Regions from separate parts of the Hordeum vulgare genome. Here region 2 is linked to region 1. Evidence: chromatin contacts called from public Hi-C data. All regions are on one chromosome and are shown on one strand. The core of a region is the stretch at or near the end of the contact, and the rest is flanking DNA. Distances in the headings are between cores, read along the strand shown.

Region 1 (4,658 bases), core at 1,434-3,933:
CCCGTTATGTGTAGAATAACGTAGGAGCGGTACAACCGCTATATGTATCGATACAACCAAAAAACACGGGTACCCTGCAGAAACCCTACCGAGCGGTACAACCGGTGCCGCACGCGGAAGTACCGGTTGAAAAGTAACTGGAACAACCAGGCCACCACCGCCCAAGAACCGCACCAAACCAGAGACGTGTCTGATGGTACGGCGGTATTAGGCCGGTACAACCGCCTGAAGCTACTCTCCAGGGAAGGCCAGATCAATCGGTACAACCGCCAGGAGGAAATGGCACAATCGCTGTCACGAACCTGAGAGCAGCAACCCTAGGGTATCACCCCTAGGGCAGTAGTTTCACCGGATGTATCGCCCCGACGGTACAACCGCTCGGACAAGCGGTATAACCGAAAGAAAACAAGTAGGACCAGAACTGCCATAACTTCTGCAAATGAGCTCCGAATTGAGCAAATTCAATCTTGTTGTTTATGTAAAAAAGAGGCAGTATGAAAATTCCAATGAGAGATGTAAAACCTCTATGAATGAAGAATCGGCAAAAACTGCAACATCGAAAACGTCATAGAAGATGCATATGCACTCCATTTTCGATGAACTCGAGCTTGTCATGAACATGACCATAGGCTCTACAACTCACAAAGAGAAACACCAAACAAGAACCAAGAAAGATGATGCAAGGATGCAAATGGTTTGAGCTCTCAACGAACGATACAACCAAGCTACTCACTTGAGAGCCCCCTTGATAGTACGACAATCGATCCTATAACCTGGTCTCCCAACTACTACCATTAGACCGATAAAATAGAAAAACCACAAAGGGCAAACCTATACCTTGAACATAGTATACTTGAGATAGATGATGACGATCTTGACTTGTGTTGGCTCGATGAAGACTTGTTGATTGCTCTCCCATACTCCAATATGGGTGAGCCACTCTTTGACACATCTACACAAGCCCATTGTCACCACAATGGATGGCAAGCTTCAAGCATGATCTTTTCGTGATGCTCCACTTGAACTTGCACACCGCAATCTTGATGACGATCACCACTTGTTGTCATCCTCCATGGGTTGTATGAGATCTTCCTCTTGACACAAGCCCATGTAAACATACCTAACCCTACACAGAACTCTCACGTAGACCATGAGTTAGTATACAAAGCGTAATGGATAATGATTACCATACCGTGGGATCACTTGATCCCTCTCGGTACATCTTGTTCACTTTGCGTGTTGATCAACTTGATTCACTCTTTGACTTAGTCTTGATCAACCTTGTATCTTATCTTCTATCTTCATAAAGATGATGCCTTGAAGGTAAACATGAATGTTCACACGATCTTCTTCTTCGAGACATGCTTGCAATAAGCTCAACTCTCACATGATCAATCTTTAGATAAAACCTTGGATACCACCTTGGTCATCATATAAACTCCTTGAAACCAACAAATGGACTTCAAAAAGTGCCTATGGACAAATCATTCGAATATAACTCAAGGAAACCATTAGTCCATAGGGTTTGTCATCAATTACCAAAATCACACATGAAAAAATATGCTCTCACAATTGGTACATCGCGGGTGGTTGGCGGTGGCACCGAAGCTCGATGACTCCCCCTCCAAGGTCAAAAAAGGGACGGGGTGTTATGCACATCGCCAGGACTGACGAGCTACCATGGCAGCCAGCTACTCGACGAGCTACCATGACGAAGGAGGAGACGCGTTCTTGGCGAGGAAGAAAATGAGTGGATCGTCTCTAAAGAGATAATTAAACACATTAAGCATTGCTAGAATGGTGGCCAACCAGCTACACCACGTGGCACAAGCTGGTCGGTCGCAGTGAGAAAGTTTTTGATTTTTCTATAGTTATTTTCAAAATGAAAGTGAGACTTTTTTTCCTTTTCATGAAAAGTTAGTTTAGGTTTATTTTTTTTGTTTGAGATGGATGTGATGTTCACATGATATTTTTTTAATTTTAAGATAAAGGTTGATGCGCACATCTTTCTTTTAGGGCATGAACCATGGAGACATCTCCTCCATGCGGCCTCAACTATTTATCTAATCAAAAAATAACGAGGCCACCGTTTCTGAATTTTTCTAGCCAACCATAGCTGCACCTTGTGGACCCATCATGCAACACTTCTCTTCCCGCATGCATGCATGTCATTCTCCTTCCTCTCTGAATCTCTCTCCTCGCATGCATCAATCATCCTTCGGTCCATTTTTCTTCTTTCTCTGTCTTTTCACGTCTGAAGATGTCAATTCTTCTATAAGCTACACCTTCATCTACAGGGTTATAGCTTTTAGTTCGAGCCTAGGTCCGAACCTAGCTGGACCGGGGGGGGGGGGGGAGAGCAGGTTGAGGCTACCCGTTAGGCATGCTCTTAAGCGGCCCGCAACGACGGAATCCAACTACTAGTATATGGTAAAGGAAAGCCGGTCGTTCCATGGGTGGACCCACGTGCAAACGAACGCATACGTCAATGAATGGTGCGACCGGCCCAAAACTCAGCCGGTCAACCGAATATAATCGTTTTCCTATTATTTATCTATTTTCTGTGTTTTAAAAATCCTGTGAATCAAAGAGGACCTGAATGAGATCGGACGGTGGGCGCTCCCTCTTATGCCTCTCGCTTGCAGGCTGCTCCCAGAGAAAAGGAAAGATAACTTCCCGGACAAAGATCCCTTCTCCTTTCTTCGTTTCGTGCTTTCCCCTCCTTCCTAGCGCGCGCAGACTTGTCCGCCACTTCACGGAAATTCCCCAAGAATACTTCTACATATATATACGCCGCCTGCCTCCGCTGCGGTGTTCCTAGTTTCCACTCATCCGCCGCTGCACCCAAATCACCGCCCTCCGAAGCTTCGTCGCGCAAGGTACGTAGTTTTCCTCCCGCTTCCTCCAATTCGGTGCAATTTTCCATGGAAACTTCGCCTGGTGCGCGCCAAGAATTCGCATTCTTGGTGCTGATGGCAGCTTGTGCGGTAGTTTCTGGGATTTGCCGCCCAGCCTGGGCATTCCTCGGGGTGCCAAGTAGTCTTACTGCCACCAGGCTTATAAATTGGGGTGTTTGTTGGGAGAATCATCATAGCCAAACCCTAGAAATCTAGTTGCCTGCGGCCGAATTGAGATTCTTCTTCTTTCGCTTAGGATTGACAGTCTTAGTTTAAGGATTCTGGGATTAGGATGGATCAATTGGATTTTACAACCAGGGGCGGGGATTTTCGCCAGCAGTCTGCAAGGTTGCTTCTGGATTCCTCTCTCATTGGGGTTAGAGGGGGGAATTTAACCGAATTACAGTGTACACAGGCTAAAATTGCTGCTAGCTTGAATCATGCTGCTTGGGAGCAGAATCCAAGTGGATTTCTTCCAAAGTCGCCTTGCCACGACTATGCTGTTGCCCGCAAGTTAGCTCTACCATGCTCACCGACACAAGGAAAGTATCTTGTCCACACATCACCAAGGAAAGCATATCGACCGAGGAGGTGGAGAAGAGTGGGGAGGGAATTAAGAGTCAACCCATTAGATCTGGATGTCAATTTCTTGGTGCTAGCCACTGGCTACTCATTAGGGATAGTATCAAAGAATTTAGACCAAAGGACATTATGTCCCAGCTTTATTGCAAGCAAATGCTTAGTGGGGTCAGTGATAGGTTCACATCGGAATGGGAAAAGGATTAGGGTGAAGGATTTTGGTTTGGGTGGCGTAGGTTGCAAGACACGTCGATGGGCTATTAGGACCAAGGGAGAGACATCCTTCGGTGAATCTTACCTGATGACATCTGATGCAGGTGATGCTTTTAGCAACAACAGGCATCAAACAATGTCGATGAGTTACGACGGGTCTCAAAGTGAGGATCGGCAAAGTGAGGAGGTTCAGTCAGCATACAAAAAGTTCAGTGCAGGGGATGAGGACGTGATAAGGGGTTTTGTAAATTTGGATGAAAATGAAGAGCAAAATGAAGAAAATGAGTGGAGTTGGGTGCCCCAAGAGGAGGATCCTCTTGCTCGATCAGCTTCTTCGCTTGAGAAAGCACAAGAAGTTCTTGAAAAATTCTTCAAGAAAAATGATGTTCTTGAAAGTGGTATGTTCTTTTCTTTGTTACGTTATGCTCTTTCTGCTTTCATATTACTGGGTAGTACTAGTAATCAATAGGCACCTTTTCCCCACTGCTTGTGAACCATCGACAAACTATGATAGCTTGTTGGTTTTACTACTATGGTAAGTGCTGCAACCTTTAATTGCTGTTGGGACTTAACCTGTGCTGAGCAGTATCAATTGCCCCTGACAACCTGATGCTACTATGTTTCAGATTTCATAATAAATCTGTTGATTCCTACTGAGCAATTGGCTACTGCTAATTTAAGGGTGATAGGTAGTGTATGTGATAATATTTAGTTACAGCTCCAGTCCTTGCAATATACTCCCTCCGTTCCAAAATATATTAGGGATTTCACTAGGAGACTACATACGGAGCAAAATGAGTGAATCTATACTCTAAAATATGTCTATGTACATCTGTATATAGTTTATAGTACAATCTCTAAAAGGTCTTATATTTAGGAACGGAGGGAGTATTTCTGTATTATTGAGCGCTGTTAATGAATAAATACACTATTAAAAAAATATGTCTTGGTATTTTATTTTCATTGTCC
Region 2 (4,658 bases), core at 1,153-3,652, 140 kb before region 1:
CAGAAACCTTTTTTTTAAATAAAGAAAGGCTTTTAACAAAGAGAAAATAAATAAATAAATAAATAAAAATGCCTTTGCTCCTTTAAAAATACACCCCAACTTTAAAAATAGTTTGGGCATTTTTAAAAGAAATAAAATAAAACCTTTTGAAGAATTAAAATTAAAACCCGTTTACAAAAGAATAAAAAAATCAAACCCCTTTTATAAATAAAAGCGTCTCTAGTTTTAAAAAAATAAGGAAGGAAAAAAATAAAGCAAAACCTAGGGGTTTCCCCCACATTTAATAAAATGATTTTCTTTAAAAGAAGACGAATCTTTATTTTTTAAAAAATAGGGGTTAAAACGGAACTTTAGCAAAACCAAAAAAACGAAATAAGAGGGAGAGAGAGGAAGAGTTCCTATCGCACTAAGACTCGGTGAGCACTCGAAGCACACACACTCAAAACACCACACACGACAGACGATGCAAGATGCCATGCATGATGCGACGATGCAAACTAAATGATGATGCAACAAATAAAACTAACCACACGACGGAAACGGAAATAAAGGGGAATCTTCTGGGGCGTCGGCATCGGGCTGTCACAAACGCGCGGACCCATTTCCGGCCCAAATTTGGGACTGAAATACGCCGGCGCGGACGCAAAGCGCATGCGCGTGCGCACTCTCGGTGTCCGCCTCAATTATCCGCGGTCAACAGAATTAATGATGACCGCCCTCCCCGGGCCCATGCGTCAGTGACTGCGGTCGGCCTTTTTTAATCCGAGCGTGCAGTGGGGTTCGGCCTCATCTGCTTCCAGACCTCCGTCCCCATCTCGCCACCTCTCTGCTCCCTCGTCGGTGACCAAACCCTAGCCAGCAGCCATGGACGGCTTCTTCGGCAAGAACAAGGGCAAGGCCCCCGCCGTCCATCCCCGCGGGCTCGCCACGAGATCATCATCCCGCCGGCCTCGTCAGCGGACCAACGTCCTGGTTCACCAAGCGAAGTGGCGCTGGGAGCACCGCATCTCGCTGCTGTACCTGTACATGACCCTCCGCACGACTGGCATCTGGATCTGAAGAGGATCCCGGTGCCGGCCGTGCTACGGTTGGCGCGGACGTACGCGGAGGAGGTGAGTCGCCGGCGGCGGCAGCTGATGCCGGAGCAGCGGCTCAACCCCATCTACGTGGCCGACTCTCCCCACCGGGAGGTCTGGTTCGCGTTCGAGTATGAGGAGCAGCGCCGACGCGGTGTGCGCGATGTGCAACCAGACCCTCCGCCGCCCCAGCCAGTTGTTCACGACGAGGACCAAGAGGCGGAAGCCGCCTATCAGGCGGCGCTCGCAGCCGTGCTCCTCGATAGCGAGGAGGAAGAGCGGCACAAGGCCGAGGAGGAGGATGCGACATACGAGGCACAACTCGCGGAGGCCATCGACCATCTCGCTGTCCGCCGCCGCCGCCGTCGACGTGCCGCCTCCGTCGAAGAGCGAGCCGCAGCTGGAGGTCTACCAGTGGACTGGCTGCCTCCGCGAGTGGGTCAGCGCGCCGCCCATCTGGTTGAGCGCGACACCACAACAGGAGGCCTTCTACCTCCAGTACTGGAGGGCGTTGCACCTGGCGGAGGAGCGTGCCGACGGCGCACGACAGATGAAGCTGGAGTGGGAGGCAGAGGAGGAATGGCTGGAGATGAAGGAGGAGGAGCGCGCCCGTGCTACACTGCCACCGCCACCAACACAACCCACACCGGCGGGACATACGAGGGAGGCGCGGGCAGCGACGCTCTGGAACACGGCGTTCCCTTAGACCGGCCCTGCGCCGATGCTGGTTGACCTCACCGTCCCCGACGTCGACGACGAGGACACCTAGGGCAGCCGCATAATTTAGGTTTTTTAATGTTTAATTAATATAATGGGGACCCGTGGACTCTCGCCGGATTTCATGACCGACTTTAATATTTAATTAATGTTTATTTTTATTTTTGAAAAATGTTTGAATTTTTTTCATGCGCCGTCAAAATAGATCGGGGCAGCGTTGGACGCATACGTCGAGCCAAACACAGAAACGAACGTTCGTGTCCGGCAGACCGACCCGAACGAACAAAAAACAAACAAAATCACAGTCCGTTCGGATCGACCGGTTCTAGTTGCTCTTATACGGTAAAAATGATATGCGCTCTCTCGCTCATTTTCTCCCATGTATACGTTGTACGTATCTCCGTGGAGCTGCAGTTACCAGTGTCTAGTGGTAGACCCCTCATTTAGGTTGGCTGAGAACCAGATGCCTCCGGTGTGCGAGTGGTTGGTGTTTCCTTCTCTTCCTTTTCCTTTCACATCACCGCTAATTTTACTCACTCCACCATTGCTGGGTGGAAATGTCAAAGAGAAAAGCATATACTATCGCTGAGTGGAACTACTAACCAGGAGAGAGAAGGCGAGATAGATTAGGTGGTAGTCTGACTCCGCACGCTTCTCCCCTCCCCCTCCCCCTTCTCTCGTCTCGTCCCCCTCTCCCTTCCAAATCGAAATCCCCCACCCATACTGAGCCAGTGAGCTCCACACTCCTCCCCAGCTCGCCCCGGCGTCCCGGCACCGGGTGGATCTGTCAGGGCGCGGGCGCGCGTGCGCGGCTTGAGGAGCAGAGGCGAGGACTTTCCTCTATCTTGCCGTGATTTGCTAGCCTGTTCTTGAGATTTCTCCGCTTGGATCGACCCGTGAGTTCCTTTTCCTGCCTCTCACCCCCTGTGCAGCTCTCCTCTTTCTTCTTCTCTTGCGACGGTAAGGGCGTGGACTGTGTGTGGATCTCCTTTTGGATAATTTCCTTCTTCTCGCGCTGTTCATGCTGGATCTTAGCTATTTCTCCTTTGATGCCCATGTTGGTCTTGATAATTAACCACACGGAGAAGATTCTTGGTCTGCTTCCTGCTCGCCTTTCGTAGATTTGGTGCAGATTATGCCCTTTCTTTCTAATTTTGTGCTTTGCTAGCTAGGTAGCGCTACTTTATTTTCACAGGCTGAAGGAAAAAAAAAATCCCCTTTTGGGCCAGAGAGAGGCCGAGATTATGCAGCAAAATCCTTGTGTTGATTTCCCACCACATATGTTCCCTGGTTAAACTACCCCTCCCCCCTCCCTTTCTCCATTTTTCTGTCTATTTATTTCCCCATCAACCAAGCAGTACCAGATAAGCTAACCTCATGTGCTTAGCAACTGTTCATCTCTTGTTACCTCATACTGCTTTGTGCGAATCCTTGCAGGAGCTGTGTGATCTGTGTAAGCTTCCCACTAATCCACTTCTTGATTTGCCCACCAACCCACTTGTGCTTGGGACTACTGATATTTCATGTGGTTTCGTCTTCGACTAATCTAAGAGCAACCCGTCTTCCATTCCTCCCCTTCTCTTCCCCTCTCCACTCCAATCACTCCTGCATCTCCCTTCCACATAAAATGACACGATAGATTCCCCAAGAAGAGCTCGTCTGATGGGTGGACATGAAATAACATGGGTCTTGGTTTCTGTTTGCAGGTGCCTGATGAGGTAGTTGGGGGCAGCCAAGGAAGCAAAGGTTCTTGCTTTCCACCGGGTGAACTTACTACCTCGTTACATTCACCAGATCGATGCTACCAAGTGATCATCCTTCAGGCCCCTCGTGCTCCTCCCAGTCTGTGGTCCGGGTTGTGGGTGCTGATCCAGGGACGTTCCACGCCGCCGACTTGCCGGAGTCGGCAGGCCAAGGTCCTGTGGATCTTGTCCCACCGTGCCCCACCTTCTCCATAAGGTGAGAAATAAGAGGGACCTTTCTGATTACTGGTTTAGTACCTTCTGATATGGTTTAGCAGCTCGGGGTTTATTATCTTCTTAAAATGGTTGATTTGCGTCTTTCCGTTTATCATCTTCTTAAAATGGTTGATTTGCGTCTTTCCAAAGGCACGGATTAATTATTGGGTGCAGCTTTGAGGGGTGGAATCGATGATTGGGCGTGCACTGTTGCTTTCATGGGGTTAATCTGTGTTGTTGTGGTGGGTGTCTGACTGGCTATGGGATGAGGCTGTTGGCTGTGGGTGTGGGGGGAAAGGATCCAAGAAACTGAAACATGCAAAAGGGATTCCTTGTTCCAGGAATCTAATTTGACAGCTGTTTGCAGCTAACGTTTCCTTTTATTTCTTTCTTCTTATCTTTTTTCCTACTTAGTGATGTTATGCTGTAAATAGATAGGGTGATTGTAGTTCCTTGTTGATGTTTTCCTCTCGTTTTTCTTCCTTTTGACATAGTCCAGCTGACCATTACTGAAGCCGTTTGGATACTATACGTGGCATATATGATTTACTGGAGAAGAAGTGTCAGTGCTTCTGGTTAGTAGTGTGGGGGTAAAAGCAAGAACTGGGTTAGCCTATTGGATGCGGTGTGGTGGATTCTATTAAATGTGATGGCAAATTAATGTATATGACGTATTTTGAGAGCGTAATAAGACACCCATTCTTGAATCTTGTTTGGGAAGTGTGGGTGCCGTAGAATTGCTGGTTCTTCAGCTGGTTGTTCAGGCAGGAGCAGATCCCAACGGTGGATGTGCGAAAAGCCATCCCGTGTGACGGAGCCACAGTACGGCCAGCTTGTGCAGCTGCTCCACCGGAGGAGTCTCCATTAGTATAATCACTGCGTGAGGGTTTGAACGTCAGTTCTTATG

What was found. Hi-C and Micro-C count contacts between places; a contact is called where the count stands out from the background.
Region 2: a contact with region 1 is called in a Hi-C map of leaf, with 4 times the contacts expected there. The contact joins the promoter of LOC123426979 here to the promoter of LOC123426978 in region 1. A contact is called at or near these places in 4 of 6 Hi-C or Micro-C datasets (leaf and seedling).

What each region holds. Positions count from the first base shown.
Region 1 is chr2H:521,109,573-521,114,230 of MorexV3_pseudomolecules_assembly, reverse strand. LOC123426978 reads left to right here and starts at 2,683. Exons shown (of 3, transcript XM_045110899.1): 1 at 2,683-2,879; 2 at 3,794-4,087. The coding sequence starts at 3,826.
Region 2 is chr2H:521,251,107-521,255,764 of MorexV3_pseudomolecules_assembly, reverse strand. It overlaps LOC123426979, which reads left to right and starts at 2,402. Exons shown (of 4, transcript XM_045110900.1): 1 at 2,402-2,689; 2 at 3,500-3,752. The coding sequence starts at 3,592.